7 separate regions of the Mus musculus genome follow, and regions 2, 3, 4, 5, 6 and 7 are each linked to region 1. The links are chromatin contacts, called in public HiCAR-type and promoter capture Hi-C maps. All regions are on one chromosome and are shown on one strand. Each heading gives the region's core, a stretch centred on a gene start, on an enhancer-like site or on the middle of the called end of the contact. The rest is flanking DNA. Distances are from core to core; before and after follow the strand shown.

Region 1 (2,541 bases), core at 16-2,515:
AAATTTGGAGTTAAAGCTGTCATTACTAAGCCTAATTAAACACTGCAGACAGAAAGATGGCAGGAGAATAAAGCATCCCGAATTAGGGAAAAGGAGAACATAATGAGTAGGTCACAGCTCCAGCGATGTGGTAAACAATGTTAAAGAACACAACAAAGTCCAGCCTAGGCATTAGAGTGGATAGAGTGGGTGTCCCCTCCCCCTTCCCAGTTCCTTAAGTGGCATGCGACCCCCCTCCCAACAATAATATGCTTCTCTCCCATTAATCTGACTTTCTACCTACCTGAAGTAACCAACCACACTGGAAACACATGCCAAGTAGAAAGTGGATCCTCTAATCTCATTAAGCCCTACCCTTTATTAGCAGTTTTCCTACTTTCCATCCTAAAGTGGAATCCATATATTTAAACACCATAAAATGGTGAGACATCATCTCACCTCTATATTGAGACTCAAGCACTACAAGCCCAGACAAAAGCCATGAAGTAAAGGGCCGTGGCTATTTTCTGGACACAGACTGCTTTGACTTTCACACACACACACCCATGCCACCTTATGATATAAGCCCAACAAGGGCCATTGATATTCAATGGATCTCTAACTAGAAGATCAAACATCACTAGCTGGTAAAAAGAAGTTTGGTCGACCTGCGGAGCAGCGGTAGGCAGACGGGTGGCAATGCGGGGCGGCATCTTCGCCACACCGAGCAGTACTAGCCAGCCCCCGGTAAGTTTCCTTCCCTGCAGTGCACTAAATCACGCTGCCAGCCGCGGCCCCACCCCGCCCTGTTACGGAAAGGCATGCGGACAGCTCGGTGAAGGACGGGCGGACAGCTCCAGGCTCCCCGCACGAGTAGGCTTTCGCCGGGGCCGCAGCTTCTCCTGGCCGCGGCCGCTTCCCCCAGGACCAACGCCGTTGCCAACTTTGCCGCCGCCCCCTCCACCGCGCAAGCATCCCAAACTTTGCCGACTACCTCACCTGGAGGTTCGGGGCTGGCCCCCGGGAGAGGGCTGACCTTCACGCCTGCCCCAGCCGACCCTGGCCCCTCTGCCGCCCCCCGGCCCGCCTGGGAAACCCTTGGCAGGGATGCCTGCAGCCTGACCCCCTTGCCACATCTGACCCTCTGGACCCTGAGAGCCCGGGAATCCGCGACTCGGGCTAGCCACTCACCATTGGTAAAGGACTCCATCTTCGCCCCGCCGCGGGTCCTTACCAGCCCAGCGCCCCAAGCTTCCTACTCCGAGAGCCGAAGCGGTCCTGACGACTGAGCATGCCCAGCAAAGGCCTCCGAGGGCTGCCGGGGAGGTGCGGCGAGGGGCGGCGCCGCTCCGCCGCACGGCAACAACACCTTCGTTCCGGGTTTTCGCAACTGCTGCAAAAGACCCACTGAGGCGTGGACGCTAAGCATCGCTCAACCCTAGGCCCACTCCGCCCAGGGGCGGCGGGGAGGAGCGCAGTGCTGGGGCGGGGCTTAGAGCCCCACCCCCGGAGCTCACTTCTAGCCGCCGCGCTGTCTGTGCCGCAGAGCTGTAGTACCCCGGTTCAGACAACTGGTACACCTACTACTGCATCCGGCCGTGTTTCGGGTGCGGCCACCCCAGTACTGAGCCCGGAAATGCGGCCGGTGATGCTGTCGCCAGAGGGGTTGTCGCCCTTCGCGTTCTGAAAGCAAGACAAGGCCCAGGGTGGGTCGGCCTCTACGCTGGGCTAGCCCGGGGCGGCGCTCTTCTTAACCGCCGGAGCAAGCCCTGCGGCGGTGGTCGGCCCGACTTCCCTCCTTTAGCAGAACGCCCTGCAGCAGCTGCTGCTGCAGCAAAGCCGGAGGCCAGAGGAAGGGAGGGGCCCGGGAGTCGATCGGTGCCCTTTGCTTAGGGCTGGGCTTAGAACTGCGAGCAGATCTCAAAACCCGGAGCGGGGTGTAGGAGAACGGACCGTGCGCGCAGAGGTTGTGTGCAGAGAGGCCCGCCTGCCTAGTCCTGTCCTTACTCGACACCAGCAGTTGGCTGCTCCCAGCCTTCAGGGTACACGGCCTGATTCCGCGGGGCTAGACCGGAGGGAGCCAAGTTCCCCCTTCCCCTAGTACTCGCGCCTTTGCCTCGGGCCCCATTGTTTCCGGTGCCAAATCGGGGCGGTCCCCGGCAGCCTACGAGACACGTAGAGACCGCGTTAGCTCCTGCTAGCTCCTGTTTCTCCAACTGCCGGAAGTCAACACCCCGCGAAGAGGCTCCCCCATCCCTCCCAACCGCAGCCACAGCTCCTCTTTCCTCCCCACTCACTGCTTCGTCCCCTGCGGCGACTTGGCTAGGCCTTGGCCTCACTGCGCGAGCCAACTGTCACACACTCCTCCTCCCAGGCTGTCAACCCGTGCAAACAAAATCTAAACCTGTACAAATATCCTGGGCGAAAGAGGAGAAAGGGATGATGTTCGATCGATAAGGAAATTCTACGTTCAAAGAAGTAAACCCGAAGTGCAGTGTTTTTAAGAGGTCGATTGTATTACATCCACTACGTTCCACTCCTGTTTTACAACGCCCTGTGAAA
Region 2 (2,541 bases), core at 28-2,527, 2.2 Mb before region 1:
GTGTCTTTGTGGGATTCCCCAACCCTTATCAGTGGCCCTTGCCTTCTTCCCACTGCCAACCACCAACCAGCCACCCCTACCCCTCCAGACCCAGCCGAGTGCGCGCAGGTGCCCACTCACTGGCCAGGTGAAGCCGAAGGGGAATCGGATGGGGTTGCTGAAGGCGGGGTCGATGCCTGCGCCATCAGGCAGGCTGAAGGAGTCGACACCCAGCACTGGCGTGACAGCACTGCCGTAGGTGCAGGGTGGCTCCGGTGACACGCTGGCCTGGTAGTGCTTGAGGCATACGCGAAAGAAGGTCCTGCAGGCGCAAGGCGGGCCAGAGCCCCCGCGGCAGCAGTTGCGGTTCCCCAGCAGCCCCTTCTTGTTGACGAACTCCTGCAGCTTCAGCTCAAATACGCCGGAGCTCCAGACCTGCGCGGGGAAGGGGCGTGAGGTCGCGCCGGCGGCGGAGGGACCCGGGGGCGCGCGGGCCCTTGCTAGGACGCAGAGGCCGAGCGCACCTCAGCGCCCATCCGGAGCTGCCCGCTGCCGGGCAGCTCTCGGGGTCGTCGCTGCCGGAGTCACTTGGGGATGGACAGCTGATCGGCTGGTCCGACTCCCCTCCCTCCACCGCGCAGCAGCCCCGCCCGGCCCCCTACCTGGCACAGCAGGGCAGAGACCACGGCAAGGGCTAGCGCGCTCCGACGGCCCATGGTACCGCTGGACGCCCTTGCTCTCCTAGAGTATCCTCTTTTCTTTCTTCTTCAAAGACCCAGGGATGCCAGGAAAGTCTATATGACCCGAGGAGTACTGGCGGAAAGGCGTCTCTCGGCTCCAGGTGTGCTATCAGGGCCAGGTCGCTTCAGGAGGGTGCGGTGCCTTCAGCTAGGTCCCCGGCAAGAGCTCTACGAGGCACTGAGAAAGGACAACTTTCGGTTTCCTCTTCGTCTGGCTTTCAGTCCACGGAGAGGTGAGTGTCTCCTGCTTTCTGGTTTTGTCTTAAGCTTCTTCGCGGAGGGAAAGAGGAGAAAGGAGATAAGACACAGAGGGAAGAGAGCCCAGATGTTCAGCTTAATTCCCAAGAGAGCTTGCAGTGGCTTCCTTCGCAGGCCTATTAGGAAGCGGCGGTCTGGAAATCCCACCGGTGAGGCGATAATCCGGGGCCCCGAGGGGCGCGGTGGGAACGGTGGTGGCAAGGACTGCGGCGCGCGCCCTGGTTTCCCGGCCCGGCGTCACTCGGCAGCCGCTGCCGCTCCCAGAGTGTTCTAGACCGGTATCTCTTGCACTATCGCCAAGCCTCGCGTCTTCCTCAAGAATTCAGCCAATGCCATGCGAGAACACACACCGAGGACCGGAGGCCGAAGCGTGGGAGGCTCCGTGCCGCACCGGTGCTCTCCCGTGACCTGCCCTGGTCAGACAGGGTAACCGCGGGTGCACGCCGGAGGATCTGGCCCGGGCTGGCGCCTGCCACCCTTAAATCCTGCCGGCCGCTCGCATAACTAATGAGATGCAAATGAGCAGCCCCCCAATCTGGCGAGAGCTGTCACAAAGGAGCCACTTTTCCAAACCCTCCTCTCAATGGATCGCCAAATGGTCAGTGAGCTGTAAAATGTGCAACCCTCCTCCCCGCCCCCCACCTCCCCGCCCCCTAGTCCTCTCTGCCTCCGCCCTCGCCCCTTCGCCTCCCTCCCCCAGCGCAAAACCCGCTCATTTACATTCCTGCAAAACGTTCCCGGAGACGAACCGCTCTGCTCCCGGAGCTGGAGCTGAGGCCGCGTCGCCCACCGCCCCACCGCCACAGGCCCGAAGACCCTAGGCACGCTGGGCGGCCTGAGCCTCCCACTCGCGGTCACCGCTAGACTCGCTCGCAGGACGCGGCCTCCGGACCTTGGCGTTTCCAACACTAGCCGCCTAGGCTCTCCTCGTTTGTTCAGTCCTAGGGACTGAGGAACCGGGGAGAGGTTAGAGGCCCGCGTCCCTGCTGCTGCCCCTCCTCCCTGGCAGCCTCTTTCTAAGGAGGAGTCTCCCGGAGGGGGCGGGGGCGGGGTGCCCGGTAGGAAAGGGACCCTTGAAGAGGTGGGCAAAGGGTGGCAAGAGCACCCCGGCAGTTTGGGAAGTTTGGGGAGGTTAGGCACGCTTATACCTCTGGTGAAGCCTGGCGATTGAGCCTCGGAGAGTGCCGATGGGCTAGCGATCCGGGCCGGACACCCCCAGACACCGCAGTGTCCCGGAGCGCTGCTGTCTCCGTGTTGTCCACGATCACTGGAAATGGGGAATTGGGGTCCGGATAGTGTATTCCCTGAGCCAGCAGAGCCAAAAGCTAAGCTTACCCCTTTCCCGGTGTACACACCCTCTCCCGGGAGATTTTCAACCAACACCACCTTCACTGGTGTCCGGTCCCACTCTCCTGGGTATTCCCCTCAGGCCTCCCTCTGCTTGGTAAAAAGTGAGTTTGGTGTGTGTCGTTCGCGTGGCTGTCATTAAGGCAGTCTGTTATTGTGCGAGGCTGAATCAGTGGCTCTTTGTGCGCTCAGCTGTATGGTAATGCAGACAGCACCT
Region 3 (2,541 bases), core at 29-2,528, 2.2 Mb before region 1:
CTACCAATGTCCAGAGAAGACTTCACGGCAACTGTAGATGCCACAGAGACTTTGTTTCAGTCAGGGGAACCATTACAATCAACCACCACCCAGCAGTTTCATGGCCTTGGGAAACTGACCATGACACCTTGAGATGGCTCTTAGATCACCCTACTCAGTGACCCCAGCCCAATGGCAGTATACAGGAGAAAGTTTTTTGTTGTGGTTGTTTGCTTTGCTTTGTTTTTCTGCAAGTTGCCCCTGTGCTGCCAATAAAATTTACTCCAAGTGGTACTGATGCCTCCTTGTAGTCTTGATCCCGGGTAGGGTAGCTTGCGTCGGTTGCATAAAGAACAGGTACAGCACCCAACAGAAACCAATAGAGGGCTGTTGTAGAGGCCATGGAGTGCTAAGACTGTGAAGGACTACGGGAGTGTTGGGAAAGTATAGCATAGAGGAGAACAGAAACTGCAAAAGATAAAACACTACTGAATGCAAGCGCCAGCTGCTCTAAAGAGTCCCAGAAAGTCACCGAGTTGCTACCTCTGGCAGCTGAGGACGCATCCTGGAGCTGTAAAGCTAAAGGCAGAGAACCCCTCTACCATAAGGCTAGCACAAGCTGTGACTCAACAGCTAAAACTGTAATCTTGAGATCCAAATGTTTCCAGCACCCCAAGTTGGGGGCTACCGACACAAAGGATGCTTTAGCTTATTGGAGATTTCCATCCAAAATACTAGACAGCCTGAATGTAGCCCACAAGGATGGCCACTTCACCCAATAAAATGACCAGCATTATTGCCTATGACAACTCTGTAAGTGGACTCTCGGCCCTTGATGCTCCTTGTCCAAGCTGTGCCGCCTTTCAGTACTGGTACTCCTAAGGGGATTCAAGACCAAACCAGGATCCTCGCAGCTTCCCATACTCTGCGTGGTTGCAAGCTGTGGTCTGTGGCATTTAAAAGGGTTTCCAGTGACTATCCGCTGCAGCCTGTGTGCGTGCATTACCGGAGCAAGGCACCCAGTGCTAGTGCAGGCTGCCACTCAGCCTGAAGACTTAGCCTATGGGACAAACACACTTTTCCCAGTCCGGCTATCCAGCGGCGTGCAGGCGTCCTAGGCTATTCCCCGGTTGCTAGGCAACGGGTTAAAGCTTCCTTCTTCCTGGGTGCCACCCACTTCGCCTCCCGCTCTAGCGCTTGCGTACTACATCCCTTTCGTCTCTTCGTCCTTTACTTCCAGTTATATAAGCACAAGCTTCACTTTGTCTAACCAGACACTTCTCCGGGCGGAAGTTCAATAACGGAAGCGGAAGTGAGCACGCCGTAGACTGTGGGTCTGAAATCTGGTTGACGCAGTCTGCGGCCACTGCTGAGCTTTGGGTAGGCCAGGCTGGGGAATCGGCCCTGGATCTCTGCTGTCGCATCTCCCTACCCCAGACTCCTTCCAGCATCAAGTCCACTATCCTCGCCGTGGCCACGCCCCTCCGCATCCTGGCTTCTCTGCGTCCTGGCTGTTCCTCCCTGGGTGGAGGGGAGAGGCAGCCATCCACTTGCAGGTGGAGCGGGGTGGAGACTCTTCCTGAGCCCAGCTGCAGGACACTGAGGACCAGCGAGGTAGACTCTCAGACTCTGGTAGCGGCTGGGGAGGGAAGAACTGGTAACTGGAAACCAGGTTGGGAGGTTGTAGGACCTTAAGTGATGGAGAGGCGAAGGGGCTGGGCCTCAGCTGTGTTGAGTTCCTCTGGGGAGGGGACCATCCGTTTGATTTCGGCCTACATATGCTCTCAGATCTTTCCACCTTAGGGACTTGCTGTTACCCACGTCCAATGTCTCTCATCATTTTCCCTATCTCCCATCCATTAGAGGATAGCTCCTGACCTCGACTGACATTAGGTTAGTGTACGAACGCCTGGCTACTTTTTTCTTTACCTGTTTTTGAAAGGCACCAGCAACTGATGCGTTATTTCTCTTGCCCCCACCTTGACTATAGCACCTCCCAGTTTAAAAAAAATATCTGTTCAGCCAGTCTTCCAGACGTTTATATCTGTGAACACCTTTGGCCCCCCCCAAAAAACTTACGTGGAGAGCATTTGAAATCATTTATTTTCCACACTCAAAGACTCTACTCTTATCTCTGAACTGGAGTCTGGATATATTTATGGAACTGATAATGAAAAGTTCACGAATCCAAGCTTTGGCTTCGGAGTCCTTGATTTCAGTGTACTGTGAATACAACACCCCTCTGTTCATAATTATAGAGCCTTTACAACTTGCTATTTATCTTATGTTGCTGCTTTGCAAGTGTTCTTGTCCCAGTTTTCCCCTCCCCATTTCCACCATCTTCAAGGTGTGCTTGGTATTTGAAAGAAAGGCCTGGTCATTGGGTAGAGCATTGTAACTTCTGTGTTGCAGATACTAAACTAATTTCATTTACTTTCTGAGTTGACTCCACCTTGGTAAGAAGGATGCATTCCACATAATGCTATCAATTGTTGCTACAGAACTTAATACCAAGTATAAATAGTTTTAATTTTATTGTTAGGCATTATTTCTCTCCATCGC
Region 4 (2,541 bases), core at 22-2,521, 2.1 Mb before region 1:
GAAATTAACACATCTTACAAAGTAAGTACTTAGTGTTCACGTGCAGCATTAAGCAGCATACTGGAAAAGCAAACTGAAACTGGACTCGGCTGAGAACGCTATGAATTTAAATCCGGTTCTAATTCACACCAGCTCTATAGCCTGGGCTGTTTAGATGCCAAGAGTCAAGAAGTAAAACTATGAAATTATTCACTTAACTGCTTGAAATTAAAACAAACAAACAAACAAACAAAAAAACCTACCTTGAGTCTTCCCCAATCTATAAGTAACTGAAAGGAGCCCACATAGTACATTCACAATTGCTCTTCAAAAGGTACAACCAAGACTAAAATCAACCTTTCACTATCTGTATGATCAACGCTCAACATTCATAAAGCCATATTTAACGTTTTTGCTTTTCTTTCTTGAGACAAAGATTCTCCGTGTAGCCCAGGCTGTCCTGGAACTTGCTCTGTAGACCAGACTGGCCACGAACTTAAGAGACCCACTTGCCTTTGCTAGCAGTAAAGGCGTGCTCCACCACCGCCTGGCTGGTTTTGCTTTTCTTAAACAAGCCCCCCCCCCGCCCCCCTTTTTTGGATAATTAGCTGTTTCAACTTCTAATTTGATGAAGAATACCCCTGTATTGTCAACGGTCCTAAATACAAAGGAAAAATATCTTCGAATAAAGCGGATAATTAAAATGCTAAAGTAATTTGAGAGTAAAAATAAACACACACAAGGGTCCGACTGCCTAAGGCTGTGGATGCAGCTCAGTAGACCTTGCCCAGCAGGCTACGTCTCAAGAGCAGAACAAAACAACCTTCACTTTCATCCCTGAAATTAAGTCTGGTTAATCATGTTAGTTTCCTCTTAAAACAACAAGTGATCAGGCGGCCCAGCGACAGAAACAGCTACTCGTCTAACAACCAAGACAAATCATAACTTCATGTTCGCCCGTTGGCTTTAGAAACGTGTTCAAGCCCTACCAAACAACAGGCCATAGGGCGGAAGATTGAGGTGGGAGCCCGGTTGCTGGAGCAAACGGCACCGAGGGCGTCCATGCACAACTGAGTGCTGGGCTGCAGGCTACATCCCTGCCATTCCCACACCCGCCCGTCGCGACCCCAGGCTCGACCCAGGTGAGGGCAGCAGGCCCAGGCTTTTACCCTCCGTTGAAGGCATAAGGCGAAAACCGCAGCTGCACAGGGCCGGCGGAGCCGTGAGGCCCCATTCCCAGCTCTCGTTCCACGTCTCGGTAAGCAGCAGTGGAAAGCATCGCGCCTAACTCCTGCTGTCTCACGGCAAAATGGCCGCCGGGACCGGTCCACTTCCGCCTCCCTCGCCCCGCCCCCCTAGGCTCCTCTAGCCTGCACTCGTCGTTGCTCTTGGAGGTCTACGCCTGCGTCCGGCTAGCGCACAACCTGGATCCGCCAATCCTGCCAACAGAGAAACCTGTTTTATAACCCTAAGAAAACGTTTGGATTTACTCATGGCGGATAGAAAATTAAAAGTCTGACCATACCAAAAAAATTAACCCAATTACAGAGCAACGACAACTCGGATGTCACATTGGCGAAGTGGCACAGCGTTTGAGACGGGTTAGTAGTTCATGCTGCATTCAAGGCCAATCAGGACGCATGTCAACTGTGTGGTGTACGCAGCCACGAGACCCAGGAAGCAATACCAGATTTCTTTAGCCAGAATATGATGGTTAATATTGTTAATTTCACAGAACTTAGCATCATGTAGGTAAAACCCATGGATGCGTCTATGCGGGTGTTTCAAGGTTTAATTGAGGAGCGAAGACCCAACTAAAATATAAGCGGCGCCACCTCATTGCCTGGATTTCCCGACTAAATAAAGAAGAAGCGAACTAACATTTATCTATTTATGTTTCTGGTCTGTGGATGCAATCCAGTTGGCATGCTTCCCCCTGGGTTGTATCTCCTCAAACAGTAAGACAACATAAAACCCGCTTCCCTTATATTGCCTCTTGACAAGCCTTTGTTAAGTTTTCTCAATTCCCCAGTCTTCTGAGGTTTCCTGTACTTTCAAGAGAAAATGTTTCCTTTAGGGGAAAATAGATACACAGTACTATTGTACTTATTAGAGTCTGTGTAAATAGACAACCTATACAACACCTACACACATAACACACAGATACTGTCCATCACACACACAGACACACACACAGAGAGAAAGAGAGAGAGAGAGAGCGCTAACCTTAACCTAAAGGAGCTCATTACCTCGTTGATAATGCAAAATACAAGGGAAAGGAAGTACGCAGAACAACACATGTATATGCCTTAGATGAACTTCAGAAGGAAAAAAAAATTAAGATATGTTGGAATCAATCAAGCATTATGAAGCAGCCTAAGAAACAGCTGACGTTTTCTTGTGGCAGCAAGGAAGAGAGCTGGTAGTGACCGAGCTAAAAATAGAAATGAATCTGTGACTACAAAGTCGCTTGTTTTGTTGTTCTTCCTTGAACGTAAGTTAACATCTACTGAGAACATGATGAGGAGCGTTTGCTTGACATTTTCCTTAGCCACCTCACAA
Region 5 (2,541 bases), core at 18-2,517, 2.1 Mb before region 1:
AAGATGGCCTAGTCGGCCATTACTGGGAAGAGAGGCCCCTTGGTCTTGCAAACTTTATATGCCCCAGTACAGGGGAACACCAGGGCCAAGAATCAGGAGTGGGTGGGTAAGGGAGCAGGGCTGGGGGGGGGGGGGGGGGTATAGGGAACTTTCGGGATAGCATTTGAAATGTATATAAAGAAAATATCTAATAAAAAAATAAAGCTGGTTGTGTTTTAGATTAGCGAAGTGTTCATGTTACCAGTTCCTAAAACTTTTAAAGTATGTTTTCTAATTTCAAGTTTAACCAGAAACTGGAGTACCTCAGTTGACAGAGACGGTAAGGCTAAGTTGTCTTACCTGACTGTGTACAAGCCTGCTTGTGTCCCAGCCGCCAGTCTAATGTCTGATGCTCCTTGCTGCAGTAATGTGCCTGTTTGCACCTAGAGCATGTCATAGGGGCCAAGCAACCACAAACCCGACAGAGATGGGCTCCAGACTTGAGCTGGAGGCACACACATTCCGTACCCAAAGCTTCTGTTTCAGAAGGGGGCTCATAGGAGTAGAATGCGTTGTTCCTTGGTAGCTGATTACGAAAAACTGAAATGAAGAGGAGAAAGGGGTACGTGAGATTATCTTTCCGTGAAACAAAATAATTGAAACATTTGAACCGTTTTCGGTGCTTCACCTCATAAAACCTCATTTAAGGAAAACCTAAGGTTTTTGCTTTCGGGGTGGGGGGGCGGTTTTTATATGAAAGGGAATAAAAATAAAAGCTAAAGAGCTTTTAAACCCGGGAAGAGTTCCGTCTGACAAGAGAAATTGGCTTTAAGGAGTCCGTGCCCAGGATGAAAGGGACACGATTCTAAGACAATTCCGGTACCTGAATACAACCACTCGCGCCAACCGATCGTCCTACGTCCAGGGTTCAGCCCCCGTGGCAACCCTCGCCCGGGTCCTGTCCCGGCGGCCGCTCACCTCGCAGGCCGGCGCAGCACGGCGGCTCGCGACAGCAGAAGAGAAAGAGGCTGCGGTGGAAGGCGTCGTCCCGGCCCGGCAGCGGTGCGTACACCTGCAGCAGGAAGGCGAGCGGGCGGCCGCAGCGCGCACACGCCAGCGCCCCGGGCCCCGGCAGCTCCGCCAAGCCCAACCACGCGGGCCGCCCGCCCACTTTGCTGGGAAACTGCTCGCTGCGCAGCCTCCAGGCCGGTGCCTCCTCGGCGAAGCCCAACTCCACAGGACCAGGGGCGGCTGCAGCCATGCTCGCAGCAGGACTCTGCCACCAGGCCGGAAGAGGGCGGTCACGTGTTAGGCCGGAAGGCGGGAGGCGGGGTCAGATCTCGAGCTGGGACCGGACTGGAGGTAACCCTATAGGCAGGAAGCAAAAGTGAATAAAGGACGCTGGTGAGCAAGACTACCTCCATCGAACTGTCACTGTTTCTGGGGATCCGAAGGCCGGAAGCTCTTCAGACCTCTGAGATTAGGGTGTCGGTTGTAGATCCTCAGGTTGGAGTGAGGGAAGTGGGGGCATTCTCAGCACTCGGGGACAAAAGACAAACTTTAATTAGTTCGCAGCTGTAGCCTTTCGCTATTGGGTAAGAGACTCAGCCCGGATCAGAAACATTTCATGGTTTATGCCGTTAGATATTGTCATAATCTTTGTGATTATCTTAGAGTGGTCTTTTAAAATCTCTGCTTCAAAAGAGGTTTTTCCCGGAGCTGAGCAAGTTTTACAGAAGCTGAATTTTCAGATTTTTATTATGACAGTTTCTCTAGCAAATGGAACTTGCTAAGTGGATATTGGTGGTGGTCACTTCTTAAGGGAGAACAAATGCGTGCTTCCTTTGGAAGAGAAAGGGGCAAGTAGGCTTCCCAAAGCAGAAGTTAGCAGTTTAGGTTATTCTGTTATCTCAGAACAGAGAGTTTCTTATTCTCTTATCTTAGTTTTATGAAACTGAATACATCCTAAGTAATGTCGCCAATCATAATTAATGTTGAAGTTTGCTATTTTTATCTTCTCTTTCAAAGGGAGGCTCTGTTCTCCTGTGGAAGAATTGAGGTTGGGGGCGAACCCACACAGACCCTTGAAACCTGTCCTCATGCAGTTAAAGGATGTTCAAAACTGGGGTGGAGGAGAAAGATGACCGGATACAGTTGAGGAGGAGCACTCGAAACAAACGTAAATCATAGCGCTCTGCTTCACACAGTTGGGTGCTCCCATACTCGCTGCCCTGTGTGTTGGATTTAGACAGGAAGCAAGATGTAAAGACAAAACAACAGTGGGTTTTTTGGCTAGTGTAAACAAGAATTCCTGGAAAGGAGCTGTCTACAAAGTCTGGTTAACTAATAAAACTTTTTGACTTTGAAGAGTTTAGAATCTTTAGAAATGGTACTATTTCTCTTGGGTTGTCTTTAGCCCCTTAAAGATACCTTAGTGGCCGCTTTTGTGTCAGACCTAACACCTTGATAAACAGATAAAGACTATTGGACTGTATTAACAAAATGCTATTCTCCACCAATCAAAAGGCTAACAATGCTATCAGATGGTGTCTCAGGTCTGTA
Region 6 (2,541 bases), core at 31-2,530, 2.1 Mb before region 1:
GCACAAAAGACAAGGATGAATTTCTGTCCTTAGTTCTGTGGAAAGATAAAGTTTTTGATGAGACTGAATATAATAAATTGCTTAGGCATCTGATTTTCTATGTGGTCAGGCCTACCCCATTACTTAGTCTTCATGAGTTAAGGCACACCCAGCTAGGTTTGATGGTTCAAAGACAATCTGGTCAATGAGGTAGGATTCTATAGCCAACACAAGTTGTCTGTCTCCTATCAAGTGCAGTGAGTGCATTCCATCATCCTTTGGGTTTTTTTTTTTTTTTGTCATTTTTGTTTGTTTGGGGTTTTTGTTGTTGTTGTTTTGTTTTTTTTGAGACAGGGTTTCTCTGTGTATTCCTGGCCATGCTAGAATTTGCTTTGTAGACTAGAGTGGCCTTGAACTCACAGAGATTCTCCTGCCTCTGCCTCCTGAGTGCTAGAATTAAAGGTGTGCACCACCTTTATTTTAATTTTTTTATTCTGTTATTTTATTGGATTTTTCTTTATTTACATTTCAAATATTTTTATTCTGTTTTTATTTTAACTACATGTCCTCCAAGTAGGATCAGAAGCAACCTTATTCTTGGTGTAAACTGCAACGGCAAGCAAGCCCTACAAACTATAAGCATCTTTTTGGTTTTTATATCCTACCTTACCCAACAACCCTACCTCACCCAGTTCCACTTAGTCAGGTGTCTGGTCACCTTTCCCTATGCACTCTCTGCACCTATTTCATACTATGGAGACATAACAACACTTCCTTAGGTGGAATTTCCCTTACTGGATTTTCCTAAAAAAGGAAAATTAAATGTAATTGGAGCCCATCCAGCTAGAAGATCAACAACTATGAGTACCTGGGTAGAGTTGTTGATAAAAGCAGCATATGAGTTTGAAATTGTCTTCTCATTCTAAGACATAGTCAGTTGGGGGTTCTCCTTTAGGTTAAAGAAGACAGGATGTTCTGGGTCCTGCTGACTAAAAGTGTGCTCCTGCTGCCACACCTTGGCTATAAAGTACCTTTCTCAATGATCCACAAATTGTAAAATGAAAGTTAATTTTCTCCTCATACCAAGTACTCATGCTTATTTCATTTACATTTAGCCCATTTCAAATATAACAAAAACCCTGTTTCAAAACACATCTTACTCAGATGTCTTCTCTCTGTGGCCCACTAGTCCTTTGCATGCAATCCTTTCCCCCTGGAAACTGAAGCAATCTCTGAGGTGGTTGCACACTGCACTATATTTTTGAAAATTCGCCAAAGCATCATTGTAGAACAAAGAACTGAAACCCCGCTATGCCTCACTCTCACTCTCCTGGGACCTTCACAGGCTCTACATTAACAGGCTCACATGCATTTCTCTGGCATCTGCTTCCTTCCATGAAATGACTTCAACCTGTTCTCAAAAGTGCAGCCCTTTCATGCCTTGAGACAGTTACAACAGCTATCTCCTCTGAGACCATCTGCTTGCCCCTCCCAAATCTTCCTTCAATAGCCTTTATATTTACGTCTACTCCACGGGTCTCTAAACACTTTTCCTGACTCTGCATAGGTCTGTACAAGTATGCATGCTTCCCTAGTCCATGAGTCAGCTAAAGAGCAGGCATTTCAATATTTTTGTTTATTTTATATATTTTTTCTCTCCTGGCACAGAGCCACAATTTACCTGACATCTAACTGACATAGTGCCAGATGACATATTTATATTATTTACATATATGAAAGAAATTAAAAAGAAACCAAAAGGAAGGACCAGAATAAACTAATTCAGTAAAAAAGTTGATGGGTACGTGAAAACTTTTTTCTTGTTTTTTTTTTTTCTGGACTCTAACCTTATAGCACTTATATGTTGTTATATATTTTGTTCATAAAGTACTTGAAATAAATTTAGGGGTAGAGAGATGGTTCAGATGTTAAGAGTATTTGCTGTTCTTACAGAGTACCTGGGTTTGATTTTGGCACCTACATGGTAGCTCAAAACTATCTATAACTCCAGTTCCAGGAGATCCATCACTGTCTTCTGGCTTCAGCAGGCACTGCACGCATATATATATACATGCAAGCAAAAATTTATACATACAAAATAAATATAACAATCCTTTTAAAATTAGAATATTTAGCCGGGTGGTGGTGGCACATGCCTTTAATCTCAGCTCTTAGGAGGCAGAGGCAGGTGGATTTCTGAGTTCGAGGCCAGCCTGGTCTTCAAAGTGAGTTCCAGGACAGCCAGGGCTACACAGAGAAACCTGTCTCGAAAAACCAAAAAAAAAAAAAAAAAAAAGAAAAGAAAAAGAATATTTAAAAGCATAAAAATTTTATAACACTTTAAAGCACACAAAATGATCTTTAATTTCAGAAGTTCTCAAAAATTCACTGAATTTATATTGTATTTCACTTAGCTTAAGAATTGAAACACAAGATGTCTTGAGGGCTCTGAAACTCCACACAACGGTGTTCTACTGCCTGAGTGTACCCATCTGAGGTGATTCTTGCAGCCCAGGGTCTGCTTCAGGAAAAAGTCTCCTCCCGGTTCATGCAGGCCATGAA
Region 7 (2,541 bases), core at 13-2,512, 2.1 Mb before region 1:
ATGATTAATAATAAGCACGCAGGCTACAGACTAGGTAAGGTGCTTATCCTAGCTACTTTGGGTTTGATATTTCTTGTTCATGCCCAGATTTGTATATATTTCATATTTATTATATTTATAAATAGCATATAGTTTTCACATATTTTAAAATGTACAGGAATAGATTCTTACTATTAATTTTGCATTGCATCTTGTTTGTTTGCTGACCCTTGATTCTGAAACACCCAGTTTTCAGAAGTTGGTTCTGAGACATTATGGAACCTAAATCTGGCTTGGTTTCCGATGGGTACTTCTAAATTCTCCTGCCCCCTCACCTCACTTCTAAACTCTCCTAGCCTCTCCTCACCTTGTTGCTTAGGTGTCCACTCTTCATCAGAATCCTCACTGTCATTTATTTGGGGTTTCATTGCTTGCCTTTGGTAACACATGAAAGCTGGTCTAGGGGCTCTGAGACCTGAAAAGCAGCAAAATATTCCTCTTAAAAAGGCCCTAGAGGATGGAACAAATGTATCACAAGGCCAGGTAGGCTCTGGGTGTGGAGATGAGATCTCTACAGGGCCAGTGCTAACATTTAGTCCTGGACACACAGACACACACACACACACACACGTTTCCTCTAAACTTGTCTCCATTGGGAACTGTACCACTGTAGATACCTGGGAAGACCCTAACATAACATGGGAACATGGGAACTGAGATTTTATTTTTTTAATCTAGACTGGTTCAACCGAAGACTTCTTGTTACCTATTGAAATCAGCATTTTATAGTTCCTTTTCACATTTCTATAGCGAATTTTCTCCCACTCTCCCATCTCTGCCCATTCTTCTTTGGAGAAGTATATGGAAATGTCTTTGAATTCATCTTTGACCTGGGGGAAAAAAAATAAAAACAAAAAACGGAACATGCTGGGCCGGGCTTGGGACCCTGGAATGTGGTCTCAGTGACCAAGGTTATCCTCCCATTCCCAGAACCTTCTTTAAGCAAACACTGGATGTTCATGCTGACAGAGCAGTTGCTAATGAGCCTTTCCTCTCTCACATATCGGGACCCACCTTCTTGTCATAGGAAAAATCAATATGGTATTGGTACTCAAGGCTGTTTGCCTCTGCCCACCCCATGATCCTCCTGACTCAAGGATAACTTCGTACTACCTTGGGTTTCCACTCGAATTTCCCTGTATCTTCTTCAGGACTATTTTCTTCCAGCTTGTTGGTGTTCATGGTGCAGGACATTTCACTGGAGAGGTCCAGGGTCCTATGGTCCTATGGATGAAGAGGTAACTAAGGGCCTTAGGCGATCAGAGATGCCCACCAGCACATGGGAAGGAGCTAGGGGCTGGGAATCCATGCAGCCAACACAGGCAGCTTCTTCGGACTCCGAGGTCTAGTACTCTGGTGCAGGAGCAAGGATTCTGGACTGAGCCCTAAACCTAGGCACCGACCCTCCGTCCGGGTCAGGACCTGCGACAGCAAGGAAGGAAGATTCCTCCCGCCAACCGGTGTCCCCCCCCACCCCATTCCCACTTGCTCTTCATCTGGACCAAGGAGTCAGCCAGGGTCTGAAAGATGTTTTCAGGTAAATGGATTCGGGAATCCCGAGTACAAGGGATTGAAGTCCCTCTGGTGAAAATGTAGGAACGCTCTGGCTGAGATTTTAACTTTGGGGACCTCGGGCTGAGGAGTGGGGTGCATCAGATTGAAGGAATTGGGTTCGTAGGCTAGAGGAGTCTTTCAGGCTGTGAAATAAGGTTTGGAGACTCGCAGTCTGACGAGATTTGACGATTATGTCACGAAGAGTTGGGATTTGTCACGTCGGAGGTATTTAGGGTCCTGCGGGACGAGAGCATTTAGGATCTCTGGAAGCCAATCTGGAGTGACAGACAGGTCCTCGAGACCGAGGGCGTCTGGGGTCTTTGGGGCTTAGGAGAGTCTCTACGCTGAGAGTCCAGGTTTCCTGTCTGGAAACTTAGTCTCTCTGAGGCGAGCTACCCAGGTTCCTCAGGCAGAGGCTGGGTTGGTTCCGCACAAGTGCATTTGGGACCTCACTCAGCCAAAGGGCGTTTGGAGTTCCCGAGAAGCTGAGGTGACCGGGTGTGTGCGTGTGAGCGCGCGCGCGCGTGTCACGCTGAGGGGGTCCGAATCTAATTTAGGGGATATGGGGTCTCACGGGCTGAGCCTAGAAAGCCTCGCTGGTCCTGAAGGTTTCGCCTGCACTCATGGTCCAGAATCCCGCGGCTCTGAGGCCACCGCCGGCGTTCGTCCCTCTGAGGAGTTCCGAGGCTGACTGACAGGAGAATCCGCCAATTGACAGACAGCTGGCTGAGGGGCGGGAACAAGAAAAGCGGAGGGCGGAGCTCTGCCTGTCAGTCAGGGTGCAATTCCTGCCCGTGGCTTTCTCCAGGCTGCCCCTCCCCTCGCTGGGATTGCCAGGCCCCTGCACGAATCAGGTAGTGGCCAGCGCGCAGGCGCACACTTGTTCTCTGTGCGGCGTCCGTTCCTTCAGACTCCTCTTTTTCAATGTGGCAGGCTGTGTTACCTGAC

What was found. Promoter capture Hi-C pulls out the DNA fragments that hold promoters and counts their contacts. HiCAR-type assays count read pairs that join an accessible place to other places.
Region 2: a promoter capture Hi-C map of pre-B cells shows a contact between it and region 1, with 5 times the contacts expected there. The contact joins the promoter of Dll1 here to the promoter of Lnpep in region 1. A contact is called at or near these places in 2 of 39 promoter capture datasets (cranial neural crest and pre-B cells) and 1 of 115 datasets of contacts at active chromatin or transcription factors (large pre-B cells).
Region 3: a contact with region 1 is called in a promoter capture Hi-C map of pre-B cells, with 5 times the contacts expected there. The contact joins the promoter of Fam120b here to the promoter of Lnpep in region 1. A contact is called at or near these places in 5 of 39 promoter capture datasets (cranial neural crest, hippocampal neurons, liver and 1 more) and 2 of 115 datasets of contacts at active chromatin or transcription factors (astrocytes and large pre-B cells).
Region 4: a promoter capture Hi-C map of pre-B cells shows a contact between it and region 1, with 5 times the contacts expected there. The contact joins the promoter of Psmb1 here to the promoter of Lnpep in region 1. A contact is called at or near these places in 13 of 39 promoter capture datasets (the 3T3-L1 cell line, 3T3-L1-derived adipocytes, the C10 cell line and 10 more), 1 of 484 Hi-C or Micro-C datasets (uterus), 4 of 115 datasets of contacts at active chromatin or transcription factors (astrocytes, embryonic forebrain, memory CD8 T cells and 1 more) and 2 of 9 other capture datasets (adipose tissue and liver).
Region 5: a contact with region 1 is called in a promoter capture Hi-C map of pre-B cells. The contact joins the promoter of Pdcd2 here to the promoter of Lnpep in region 1. A contact is called at or near these places in 12 of 39 promoter capture datasets (the C10 cell line, the HPC-7 cell line, cranial neural crest and 7 more), 7 of 115 datasets of contacts at active chromatin or transcription factors (the 230-238 cell line, astrocytes, kidney and 4 more) and 1 of 9 other capture datasets (adipose tissue).
Region 6: a contact with region 1 is called in a promoter capture Hi-C map of pre-B cells. The contact joins the enhancer-like site here to the promoter of Lnpep in region 1. A contact is called at or near these places in 8 of 39 promoter capture datasets (the 3T3-L1 cell line, the C10 cell line, the HPC-7 cell line and 4 more) and 4 of 115 datasets of contacts at active chromatin or transcription factors (the NIH/3T3 cell line, astrocytes, large pre-B cells and 1 more).
Region 7: a contact with region 1 is called in a HiCAR-type map of astrocytes, with 8 times the contacts expected there. The contact joins the promoter of Prdm9 here to the promoter of Lnpep in region 1. A contact is called at or near these places in 9 of 39 promoter capture datasets (the 3T3-L1 cell line, the C10 cell line, the HPC-7 cell line and 5 more), 2 of 484 Hi-C or Micro-C datasets (B cells and uterus), 5 of 115 datasets of contacts at active chromatin or transcription factors (the NIH/3T3 cell line, astrocytes, cardiomyocytes and 2 more) and 1 of 9 other capture datasets (adipose tissue).

Annotation. Positions count from the first base shown.
Region 1 is chr17:17,623,224-17,625,764 of GRCm38.p6, forward strand. Lnpep (leucyl/cystinyl aminopeptidase) reads right to left here and starts at 1,266. Exons shown (of 18, transcript NM_172827.3): 1 at 1,171-1,266. The coding sequence starts at 1,189.
Region 2 is chr17:15,374,546-15,377,086 of GRCm38.p6, forward strand. It overlaps Dll1 (delta like canonical Notch ligand 1), which reads right to left and starts at 1,278. Exons shown (of 11, transcript NM_007865.3): 1 at 642-1,278; 2 at 121-414. The coding sequence starts at 695.
Region 3 is chr17:15,394,968-15,397,508 of GRCm38.p6, forward strand. It overlaps Fam120b (family with sequence similarity 120, member B), which reads left to right and starts at 1,279. Exons shown (of 11, transcript NM_024203.3): 1 at 1,279-1,593.
Region 4 is chr17:15,497,005-15,499,545 of GRCm38.p6, forward strand. It overlaps Psmb1 (proteasome (prosome, macropain) subunit, beta type 1), which reads right to left and starts at 1,272. Exons shown (of 6, transcript NM_011185.3): 1 at 1,149-1,272. The coding sequence starts at 1,258.
Region 5 is chr17:15,526,034-15,528,574 of GRCm38.p6, forward strand. It overlaps Pdcd2 (programmed cell death 2), which reads right to left and starts at 1,268. Exons shown (of 6, transcript NM_008799.2): 1 at 958-1,268; 2 at 340-579. The coding sequence starts at 1,240.
Region 6 is chr17:15,545,326-15,547,866 of GRCm38.p6, forward strand. Prdm9 (PR domain containing 9) reads right to left here. Exons shown (of 10, transcript NM_144809.3): 10 at 1-35. It also overlaps the pseudogene Gm18564. Among named protein-coding and RNA genes, the nearest start is that of Prdm9, 17 kb to the right of the region's middle. Within about 2 kb of position 1,281, at least 18 of the 459 cell types and tissues checked have an H3K27ac peak or open chromatin away from gene starts, as enhancers often do. A contact at or near this core is called in pre-B cells, where this site is marked.
Region 7 is chr17:15,562,069-15,564,609 of GRCm38.p6, forward strand. It overlaps Prdm9 (PR domain containing 9), which reads right to left and starts at 1,263. Exons shown (of 10, transcript NM_144809.3): 1 at 1,153-1,263; 2 at 746-869; 3 at 347-454. The coding sequence starts at 1,221.